3 separate regions of the Mus musculus genome follow, and all the other regions are linked to region 3. The links are chromatin contacts, called in public HiChIP or PLAC-seq maps. All regions are on one chromosome and are shown on one strand. The core of a region is the stretch at or near the end of the contact, and the rest is flanking DNA. Distances in the headings are between cores, read along the strand shown.

What was found. HiChIP or PLAC-seq counts read pairs in DNA pulled down with a chosen protein or histone mark.
Region 1: an H3K4me3 HiChIP or PLAC-seq map of bone marrow-derived macrophages shows a contact between it and region 3, with 7 times the contacts expected there. The contact joins the enhancer-like site here to the promoter of Esd in region 3. A contact is called at or near these places in 1 of 39 promoter capture datasets (hippocampal neurons) and 2 of 115 datasets of contacts at active chromatin or transcription factors (both in bone marrow-derived macrophages).
Region 2: a contact with region 3 is called in an H3K4me3 HiChIP or PLAC-seq map of bone marrow-derived macrophages, with 5 times the contacts expected there. The contact joins the enhancer-like site here to the promoter of Esd in region 3. A contact is called at or near these places in 2 of 39 promoter capture datasets (hippocampal neurons and liver), 1 of 484 Hi-C or Micro-C datasets (CD8 T cells), 1 of 115 datasets of contacts at active chromatin or transcription factors (bone marrow-derived macrophages) and 2 of 9 other capture datasets (adipose tissue and liver).

What each region holds. Positions count from the first base shown.
Region 1 is chr14:74,023,902-74,027,326 of GRCm38.p6, forward strand. It overlaps Gm35517 (a long non-coding RNA gene), which reads left to right. Exons shown (of 3, transcript XR_383588.2): 2 at 2,699-2,888. Among named protein-coding and RNA genes, the nearest start is that of Gm35517, 11 kb to the left of the region's middle. Within about 2 kb of position 2,155, at least 5 of the 459 cell types and tissues checked have an H3K27ac peak or open chromatin away from gene starts, as enhancers often do. A contact at or near this core is called in bone marrow-derived macrophages, where this site is marked.
Region 2 is chr14:75,729,925-75,732,957 of GRCm38.p6, forward strand. Cog3 (component of oligomeric golgi complex 3) reads right to left here. Exons shown (of 23, transcript NM_177381.3): 10 at 2,987-3,033; 11 at 2,052-2,143; 12 at 671-810. Among named protein-coding and RNA genes, the nearest start is that of Cog3, 23 kb to the right of the region's middle. Within about 2 kb of position 1,582, at least 20 of the 459 cell types and tissues checked have an H3K27ac peak or open chromatin away from gene starts, as enhancers often do. A contact at or near this core is called in bone marrow-derived macrophages, where this site is marked.
Region 3 is chr14:74,730,371-74,733,797 of GRCm38.p6, forward strand. It overlaps Esd (esterase D/formylglutathione hydrolase), which reads left to right and starts at 1,927. Exons shown (of 9, transcript NM_016903.5): 1 at 1,927-2,018.

The DNA.
Region 1 (3,425 bases), core at 905-3,404, 710 kb before region 3:
ATTGGCTGTGGGCCAAGTTATTAGAAACTTTTACTACTTTGACCTGTCCCTACTATAGGCACACCTCCAGCATTCTTGTCATTTCTTCTCTGTCAGGGCTCAAGCTTCACCAACTCTGAAAAGGCATTTAAGAGACCATAGTGAGACCAAGTTAGTTCTTGTCTGAAAAAAGAGTGGCCAATATTATAACTTTGAATATTAAAACTTATTTATAACCACTAAGGCAAAGTGGCCAAGTTTTGATTCTGAAAATCAAAGACTTGAGAAGAAATTACTTTTCAGATTAAGGGAATCATATCTGAAATGGGAAAAGCATCCAGCATCTGTCTGTTGGCTTTGTTCTTTCAGTAGAACACGTATACACAGTGCATTCATACAGTTGCATTTAGTTGATCCACATGGCAAGGCATGGCAGTGGTAGCTTTCGGTGACCTGGTATTGGATCCTAGAGATCATGAACCTTGAGTGGGGCCATTGGTTTTACATGTAAGAGGGCAGAGACCCTAGCCTTCATCTTTGAATCAGTTACAGTCACTCATGTTGATGTGGTCAACCGTACCCACACCACATTGGGATTGAATACTGGCATAGCCATAGAAAAATGGCCACATGGTTGTCCCTGCTCCTTAAGAGTCTTAGTCACTTTTAATGTCCTACTGAGAGTCTTCTCACCCCACCTCTCTCTCTCTCATGTGTGTGTGTGTGTGTGTGTGTGTGTGTGTGTGTGTGTGTGTGTGTGTGTGTGTGTTGAGAGGAAACTTACAGCCTGTGCAGGGAACCCTGCCTGGGTCTCTAGTGTACTATCTTACTAGTAACTAATATCCCTAGGCTAAAGTTGCCAGTCCAATTGGTAGAACTATTCATGGGCCTCTCTTCTTGACTTCCTGATTGCCAGGGATTCTGATCAGGGGAGCTACCATTTATTTATTTATCTTTAGTACAAGAAGGACTGAAAGAAACATTTGCATTAATTGTCTACTGTTTTAGGAGTTTTTCTTCTTTTTTCTTCCATCCTCTTCTGTTTTTTATTATTCTCCTTACCTGTCTTTTTCCATCCTTTCATTTTCCTGACAACTTAGTCCTGTCTTCTAAAAGTCTCCTACTCTTCTTGGGAATCTTCATTTCTCATAACAAGATCATTAAGGTGCTCAGGGCTTTCATGTTCTCTGTAATTCCATTCTCATCTCCTTTCTCCTCCCCCTTGTCTCTCCTATCTTTATCTTTTCATTCTATCTCAATACAGTGGAGAACTTCATTTTTAGTAGTACCCATTATTGAATCCTCTCATACATAGAAGATCCTCTAGGAAGGAGAAAATGATCCCATTAGTTGGTGCTGTTCATAATTTTTTAACAAGACATGGTTCAATCCCATTCCTTGGGCATCTATTTACTTCATTCATCTTTAGAACAAGCAAAAATAAATAAATAAAGCCAATATCATGTCAATCACAGAGGTCGAGTGGCAATCCATTGTTGCAAGTGGACAGGCCACACTGTGGGCAGCTAATTCTGCGAGTGTATTCTTCCGTGTTCCGAGGGATGCTAGCTATCTTACTCAAATTTCTTCTTAAATTGCTGTTGGAGCCACTATCCTAGTTGTTGCTGTGAATGAATGAGTCAGGCTGTGGCTTTAACTTGATTGCATTGCCTGTGATGCTTATAAACATCTCAGAGGGTGTGTATTTTGTTGAAATGTTGTTGTGTCTTCATTATCATGTTTTCACACAATATTCTTATTTGTTCTTATCTCTGGTTCTGATTAGAAGTGTGCTTTCCCTTGGCGTTTGTATGTCTGTTCATTCTTTCAGGAAAAAGTAAACTAGGTATTGATTCGACTGAAATGCCACTCTTGCACATGAGGGAATGAGGCCTCATAGTCAAAGGCAGCTATAAAACCCTAACCCAGTAGGATACAACATTCTTCACTTCCTTTTGCTGTAGCTATGGAGGGAAGTGGTGATTGCATCCATAATGGGCATATGCCTAGGGAAAAATGGAGTGCTGATGGCATTGTAACCACATGATTCTTTTTATGAGTTAAGTGCAAAGACCCATCTCATAGCAGACAGGACCTTGGTCCCAGTATAGTCTTCTCCCATAATGAGCACAGAGTCACAGGCTGAAGGAACTCAGGGCAGAAGTGCTCATGTGTCTGTGACACAGTCTTCTAAATATAGCTGGGGGAAGCAGATCCCTTCTCTGTTCCAGAGACGGGAGAAAGGAGGCACTCACCCGAGAAATGCAGCAGATATATTCACAATCATTTCAGAGTAAATAAGAGTAGCTGTGACACTCTATTTGGCTCAGCTCTTTTAAGGCAAAAGTGACAGGCTTATGTACTGTGCTAACTCTGAGGCTAGAAAGTTTTGTAAAGGAATCTTGAGTTATGCCTTCTAGTGGTGTAGGATGCTTCCACGTCTGCTCTTAACAACTACTATAACCACACTCTGTGTTCTCAACTGATTTTATGGATTCTGTCTGTCTGTGTGGTACCCAGACAACCTCTTTGTGTTTATATGTTGCAGTTGTAAGGGGTTAGTTAGCCATTTGGTGGTTATTACAGCAAACTTCGCATAAATCTCATTCACTCTACTTCTGGATGCTAAGGCTGGGGCCTTGTATGTCTTCTTCTCTGTTGGTTTCTCTTCTTGCTTGCTTACTTCCTTTTTACACAGGTCTTTTGTTTGATTTTTCAGCAAAAGAGACCAAGATGCAGATGGAGGAAGAAAACATCCCTTGAGAATAAGTCCTTGACATTTGCTGATAAAGTTTGGTTCACTTTGCAGTGCTTGGAATTGATTAAGACTCAACAATTTAATGCTAACAACCTAACTTTTAAAATGGTGAAGATATATGATCACTGGAACATCCCACTAAAGAAGATATGTAAGGAGAAAGAGAGGGGGAAGTCAAGAAGCAGAGTGTGTGTCATGGGGGCTATGAGATGAGGGTAGGGTGTGAGGTAGGGTGGGGGAGTCTGCCCTTCCAGGGTAATATCGCAATTGAGAACTTTGGACACTTACTCATTTGTTTGTATAAGTCCCACTCCCCTTAATATAAGTAGCAACATTTGCCCATTTTCAGATACTTACTGAGAGACCTGAGATCTGTCTTAAAATGTGAAGTGATAGCAGAGCTGTTAAACACGACCAGTTCTAGGGCTTTCATTCAACAATTAAGCCTCAAGTAGAGAAGTAATGACACACAGAGAGATGACTTGACTTCTGTCTCACTGAGTCACAAAGGCCCTAACTCAGGTCTCCATGACCTTATGAGGGATTCTTTCTGCTTCAGGGTCATTCTATTCATTTTCTTAATTTTTCCCTCGTCTGCTCCAATTTCTGCCCCGTTTCTTTATTTCCTTCATCTGGAGTGTGGATATGAAATGTCACTGATGTATAGGGAGATGCTTAGCACATACAT
Region 2 (3,033 bases), core at 332-2,831, 1.0 Mb after region 3:
ATTCCCAGCACTATGAAAATCCCCCTAAATTCAGAAGCCCTGGGATGGAGAAACCACAGGCAGGATGAGCTTACTACAGAAAGGTAACTCTGAGGAGCCGCGTGGCGCCCGCTGATACAAGAGGCACACAGACCATCTCAGAAGAGGCTTCCAAGGACCAAACCATGCTCCCTACTGCCATCTAGTCAGGAGGTGACAGCGGGGGAGGCAGTGGTGATGAGAGAAAAGCTGCTCTTCACTGAGACTGAAGATGATGGAACGCTACTACCTACGGATGCTAAATAACCCCTTGTTTTCAATCGAAAGCAGGAAGTAAGTTGACTCCAGTGTGATAGATCCCCAACAAAAGCCAAAATTCAGTTTTCTCTGGATTCCGAAGCCAAAATGGAAAGTAACAGCTTCAATTACTGATTTCATTGACAGATTTTAAATCCTTATCTGTTTGTACCATTAGATGGATCCAGATGGAGACAAACCTTTATTGGGAAAGGAGGGAGATTTCAACCCAAACTCCAAAACATTAGCCTTCTACTTGAAATTTTTAAAACTTAAAAACATTAAGTGTATATTCGAGGCTGTGAAGAAAAAAGTCCAATTTTTTTTTCTCACACTCACTGAGCCACAGATACAATGACCAAGTCCTTTGAAGTGATCACTTCTGCGTATTTACCGTTGTGCTGTACGTGGTCTTCAAGCACTTCGTTTTTAAGAATCCCACAGAGCTCCGATAAAGTCTCTAAGTGAATGACATGGATGATCAAGGGCCGGAACACATCATACAACGACACGCACAATTTCTCCAATAGCTCACTGAAAGGAAGGACAAAATGCAGTTGTTAATAGCTAGATGTTCGGGATTTTTTTCCAATATGCAACTCCTCTAGCCAGAAAGAATAACTATCGACTGGAAAATGGTAACTGGGCACACGCTCTGAGTGAGGAACAAGAATCAGTCCGTAAACTACTTTTGCTCTAGAAGCTCAGAATCAACACTTAAGATGTAACAGTTCATTCAAATTAGATGCCCCCAACAAGTCAACTGTTTACAACTTTTATTTTAACACTAATTTTATATTGCTTCAAAATATAAATTATTCCAGCACACATTATTACCTTTTATACTTTACATCACTGCAGATCAGTTACTCCCATACATACCAAACACACGTTCAAACTATAAAACAAAACAAAACACTAGCCAGGCATGGTGGAGCACACCTTTAATTCTAGCACTTGAAAGGCAAAAGCAGGCAGATCTCTGAGCATTCAAGGCCAGCCTGGTCTATAGAGTGAGTTCCTGGACAGATAGGACTACACAGAAGAATCTGTCTCAAAAGAAATTCACAAAAACAACCACCAAAATAAAGAAAAAAAAAAGGTTTAAGGAAAAAAAAACCAAAAACAACAAAACCTCAAGTACTTTGGGCCCATACCAAGTATTCTGAGAAATTTTCAGCATTTGAAGAGACAAGGTTAGGTATCTATGTTCTTCAGACTGCTAACAATACTATTTTACATACAGTACTTCAGTGAGGAGCCACCATACAAAATCAGGAAATACATTTTTCTCCTCCTCAATATGAGTCATAATCTTGGGATCTTTGTGAGACAACCAACACGGGAGAATCAAGTGACTAACAATGGACCTGAAAATCACTTTTAAAAAACGATTATCAAAAACACATGTGTATTTGTAAGTACTGCTCATCAGTTAGCCACACAGAATTTCCAAACTAGAAGGAGCTACTATTCTTGGTGTAGATAAAGACTCCATATCCCAGGGCTCAGTTCTTAGACTTAGACTTCTTGTTTTCATCCCAGGATGTCTCCAAATACTACAAAAAATATGAAAGCATGCTTGCCTTTCACTACAGGCATAAAAAAAAAATCACAATCAACAATATTCTATTTCCAAACACAACAAAATTCAAACACTGCAGTTAACTGTAAAATATATTAGAATATATATAACACATCTACAATATATTGCTCTACTATTGTCAACAGCAAACTGAATCTTATCCACAGAGCTATTCCATGTTATCACTTACTCTAATTTTGATGTTGGCTTTGTGAAAAATTCATTGTAAAGTTGGTGCTCATCTTGGCAGACATGGACCATAAAGGCACAGCCACTGCGAACCTGCAATAAACAAACACATTCCACCTATAAACACGCACATTCTAGCTCCTATAAAATCAACTATACTTTATTTGCAAAGAGATTACACACATATATTCATATGCAACTCTGGAAAATTCAAAGTGGGTGGTTCTCAATGGATTACTGCAAAATAGGATCTAATTTTTAATTTCTTACACTACTTTTATTTACTTTTATTACTTTACTTTCTACTTTTATTTTCTAAACTCTTGATAATAAACATGATTTTCTAGATAAAAGGGGGTACTTTAAAAAATAACTTTTATGTGTTTTTCTAAAGTATGAATTAAAGTCACACTAAACAAAAGGCCATTTATGCATCAAAAACTACCCTGAGGCCTGGTGGCACATACGTGTAATACCAGCCATCAAAGGCTGAGGCTGATAAGCAAAGGCCAATCTAGGTTGCATAGTGAGACCCTATCTTAAACCAAAAAAAGAAAAGTAACACATAAAAATTACATTTTAACATAAATCCACAAACTCTGAAACTTCACCTTTCAAAAATGAGTTTAAAGATGCATTCAAAGAATACGTACTTATAAATCTTCATATTAAAGAGAAAAGTGAGACTATTTTACAAAGTTGAAGGATGAATTCCCAGTATGGGAAATGCTGATCTGGGAGCAGAACAATATCAGCTCACCGAGTCTAATAGGACTGACTTTCCCCACCACGCTGCACGCTGCAGAAACAAGGTCAGAGGCGACTGCCAGCATCAGGAGCACAGTCAGACTTGGAAATGAGTGCTGATTGATAATAAGGTGAGCCAGCGTGTCTCAAATAGCAAAGCACGGGACCAGTCTACCAGCAGGCACTCACCAAGGCACAATGGTCTCTGTTGTTCTGGCTGGTTAACTCTGTGACAG
Region 3 (3,427 bases), core at 677-3,176:
AGGCAGATTTCTGAGTTTGAGGCCAGCCTGGTCTACAAAGTGAGTTCCAGGACAGCCAGGGCTACACAGAGAAACCCTGTCTCGAAAAACAAAAAACAAAACAACAACAGCAACAAAACCCAAAAAACAAACAAAACAAAACAAAACAAAACAACAAAACCAGAGATTTACATTATGATTCATAACAGTAGCAAAATTACAGCTATAAAGTAGCAACAAAAATAATTTTATGGTTGGGAGTCACCACAATACAAGGAGCTGTATTAAATGGCTGCAGTATTGGGAAAGTTGAGAACCACTGCTCTAGGTAATTTTGGACATATTTCTTTAAGTGATTACTATTCATTCATTTTCATTATCAGAAATATCAACATTACTTTCAGATTCGGTTTTCTTTACTTTCACACCCAAATAACAATATATAGTATTAATGTTCTTGAAAATAGAAGTTTTGATCTAGTATAATTTCATGCTGACTGAGAGAAACTGTCATTATGATTATTACCACTAATATGGATACAAGAACTCTTTGGAGTTAGTTTGTACCTTAAAGAGATCAAGATACTAATTGAACACCCTTTAAACTTTGTTCAAGCATTTAACAATTAGAAAGAATTTGCAGACTTGGGTAATCTTTCATAACTTCAGTTGTGAAACTCAGTTTGAAAAAAAATTACCTTTCCAATAAATTACATTTAAAAGTAGTTAGCTTGGGAGTGATAGAGTATACCTTTAATCCCAGCATTCGGGAGACAAAGGTAGGGGGATTTCTGAGTTCAAGACCAGCCGGTCTACGTAGTAAGTTCCAGGCTAGCCAGAATTACATTTAAGACTCTGTTAATAATAATAATTTTAAGAATTTACCTTAATGCTTTCTCAAAATAACATTCTTTGGTTAACCATTAAACAGGTACACAAATGCCTGCCACATGACACAGAAAAGCAACGTTCTGCGTGGCAGCTCATCCACACAGGTTATATTCCACTGAGCTCAGCTCACCTACTTGTTTTTTAGCCTGACTAGCCACATAACTTGCAAGTCCCCCAGCAAAACTAAGATGGAGAGCCTATACACACAGAGCAGGCACTGGGTCCTTCTGACAGTTTGTTGCAAATGCACAGGCTGCGTGATTATTAAACCAGACAATCTTACAGGTTATACATAGTATCCACAACCTAGCAGCCTAAATACTGGTTTTAAAAACTGCTTGTAATATTTAATTTTCTGAACAAAGTACACTTGCTGGTTAAATTGGATGAAGTTGAGAACTGCTGTAAATGATTAACCAGAAACCCTGACACAGTTCAACTTTTATTGAGGGAAGAGGGGAGAAAAAAATGGACATTGAAAAGAGTTAATGAATGTGTCCTCCTCCTAGAAGCTCCAAATCAAGCAGGTGCAGAGTAGATGTGGAATGAGGGTGGAAATGTGAAATTTCTGCTCAGGTTTCCAAACAACTGCAGAGTTCCACACAAGCCCTTTCCACAAGTTAACTGGGAGAGGCCAGCTGGTGTACTAGAGCCTCATTCTCTTGTTGCCTTCTGGGAGCATCTGAAGCAAGTTACAGAGGTCTAGAGGTCCAGTGTCATGACAGACACACTTTTGGCTCATCCTGACACACCGCGGAAACAGGAACCCGGCGAAAAGTCTCTTGGGAATGGCCTTGTAGGGGAGGGTCGGGGTCCGGGAACTCCTAGTCTCCCTTGGGGTGTATCCATAGGGCAGGTCTGCTAGGAGAGTGCGCGCCCTGGGGGCGGTGTCTCAGAATGGGAGCAGCTCAGGAGGGAGGGCTGGGGAGGAGAGGGGCAGAGAAAGGGAGGGACTTGAGGGCGGGGCCGTGAGAGGGGACCAGAGTAAGCGGCCAAAGGAGGGGACGGGCCCAAAGGGAGGAGCCTCTACGTGGGACCCGCCCCGGAGGCCGGGGCGGGACATATGGTGTGGGCGGAGCCAGAGGCAGTGCTCGGGGCGGAAGCCCCAACCTTCTTCCCTGGCGAGTTAGAAGCTGCCCCTCACCGAGGTAAGATGGAATGGGTCGTGAGTCCCAAGCATTCTCTACTACCTGGTTTTCGGGCGGCTGTGCGCGGACGCCTAGACCTGCGGTGGTGATAGCAGCGGGGAATGGTGACGATCTCTGCACCCTTCCCGCCGCGGTAAGGCAGGCCTCGTCCCGCAGGGCCTGCTAATCGCTTTAACTTCGGGGAGCTGGAAACAATGTGTGACCTGGGGCGCCAGGCTCGCTGGGATGCTCGGGTTGGTGGAGTGCCCGCCGGGACGGCATTTCGCCGAGCATTCCCGCGCGGAGCCCGGGGAACGCTTTCCCTCCGGGATCCCAGCCTGGGCTGCAGGCGACGCCACTAGGGCCCTGAGGTGTCTTGGGCAGCGCGCTCGAGGCCGTGCCCAGTGGTAAAAATTCAGGTGTAGGCGGCCGTCCATAGGTGATTTGTGGTTGAGTCGTCAGAAAGATGGCACTTATGTTATTTAAAATTAATAAAATTCACCATTTTTTATGTAGGCCATATTAGGCCTAATGGTCAGCAATCTATAGGCATTCTTTGAAAAGTTAAAGGAATGAAACCCCAGGCTTCTATAACAGTATTGTTTGTAGTGGGACATACTAGTAAGAAAGTAGACTAAGGTTTTAATTAGCTCTTAGCTATATATAATTGCTATGATGATACTGAGATTTTGTTTTATTTTGTTTTTGAGACATTGTAGTTCTGACTGTCCTGGAACTCACTTTGTATACCAGGCTGTTCTCGAACGCCTGGTTCTCCAGGGATTTAGGGCGCGTGCAACGAAACTTTTAAAGTTCAACTTTTGAGACATTTCAGATATAAGATAGGCTGTACAGGCAAGGATCTAAGTTTAATTTTAAATGTGTTGGGTTTTGCTATAGCGATGCGAAATAAATGCATAGCAGTTTGGCACTAATGCTTAAAATTTGAATATGAAAAGACAGATTTAGATTTTTCAGCCCAGAAGATGTGTTTGAAATTTAGGGACTATGAGTTAGGGGGAAAATATGTGACAAGAACTGGGAAAGGGGCGTGGGGTGGGGGAGTTGGGAACTAAGAATGAAATAGAGGGGGGGGGAGGCAGGACAGGCTTTGAGTAAAGAAATGGTGGTCAGGACTGTGAATTTATGCCTTCCCCAAAGCAGCAGAATATGCTTATTCATTGTGAAGCAGCAAAAGTGTGTTGCCATTGTCAAAGGTCTGTGACTAAGCCCTGACTAAGTCTGGAGGCAACTGTATCTTAACAAACAACATAGGTCCTGAGAAACTTAAGAAAGTTCATTCTTGGGTGAGCATACCAGAATCAGCTTATGCAACCTAGATGGTACTTTGGAGTGTGAACATGTACAAGGTATAGAATATGGTAGGCAGTTTTAACACGATGGCAACTACTGGTGTGTCTACACACAAA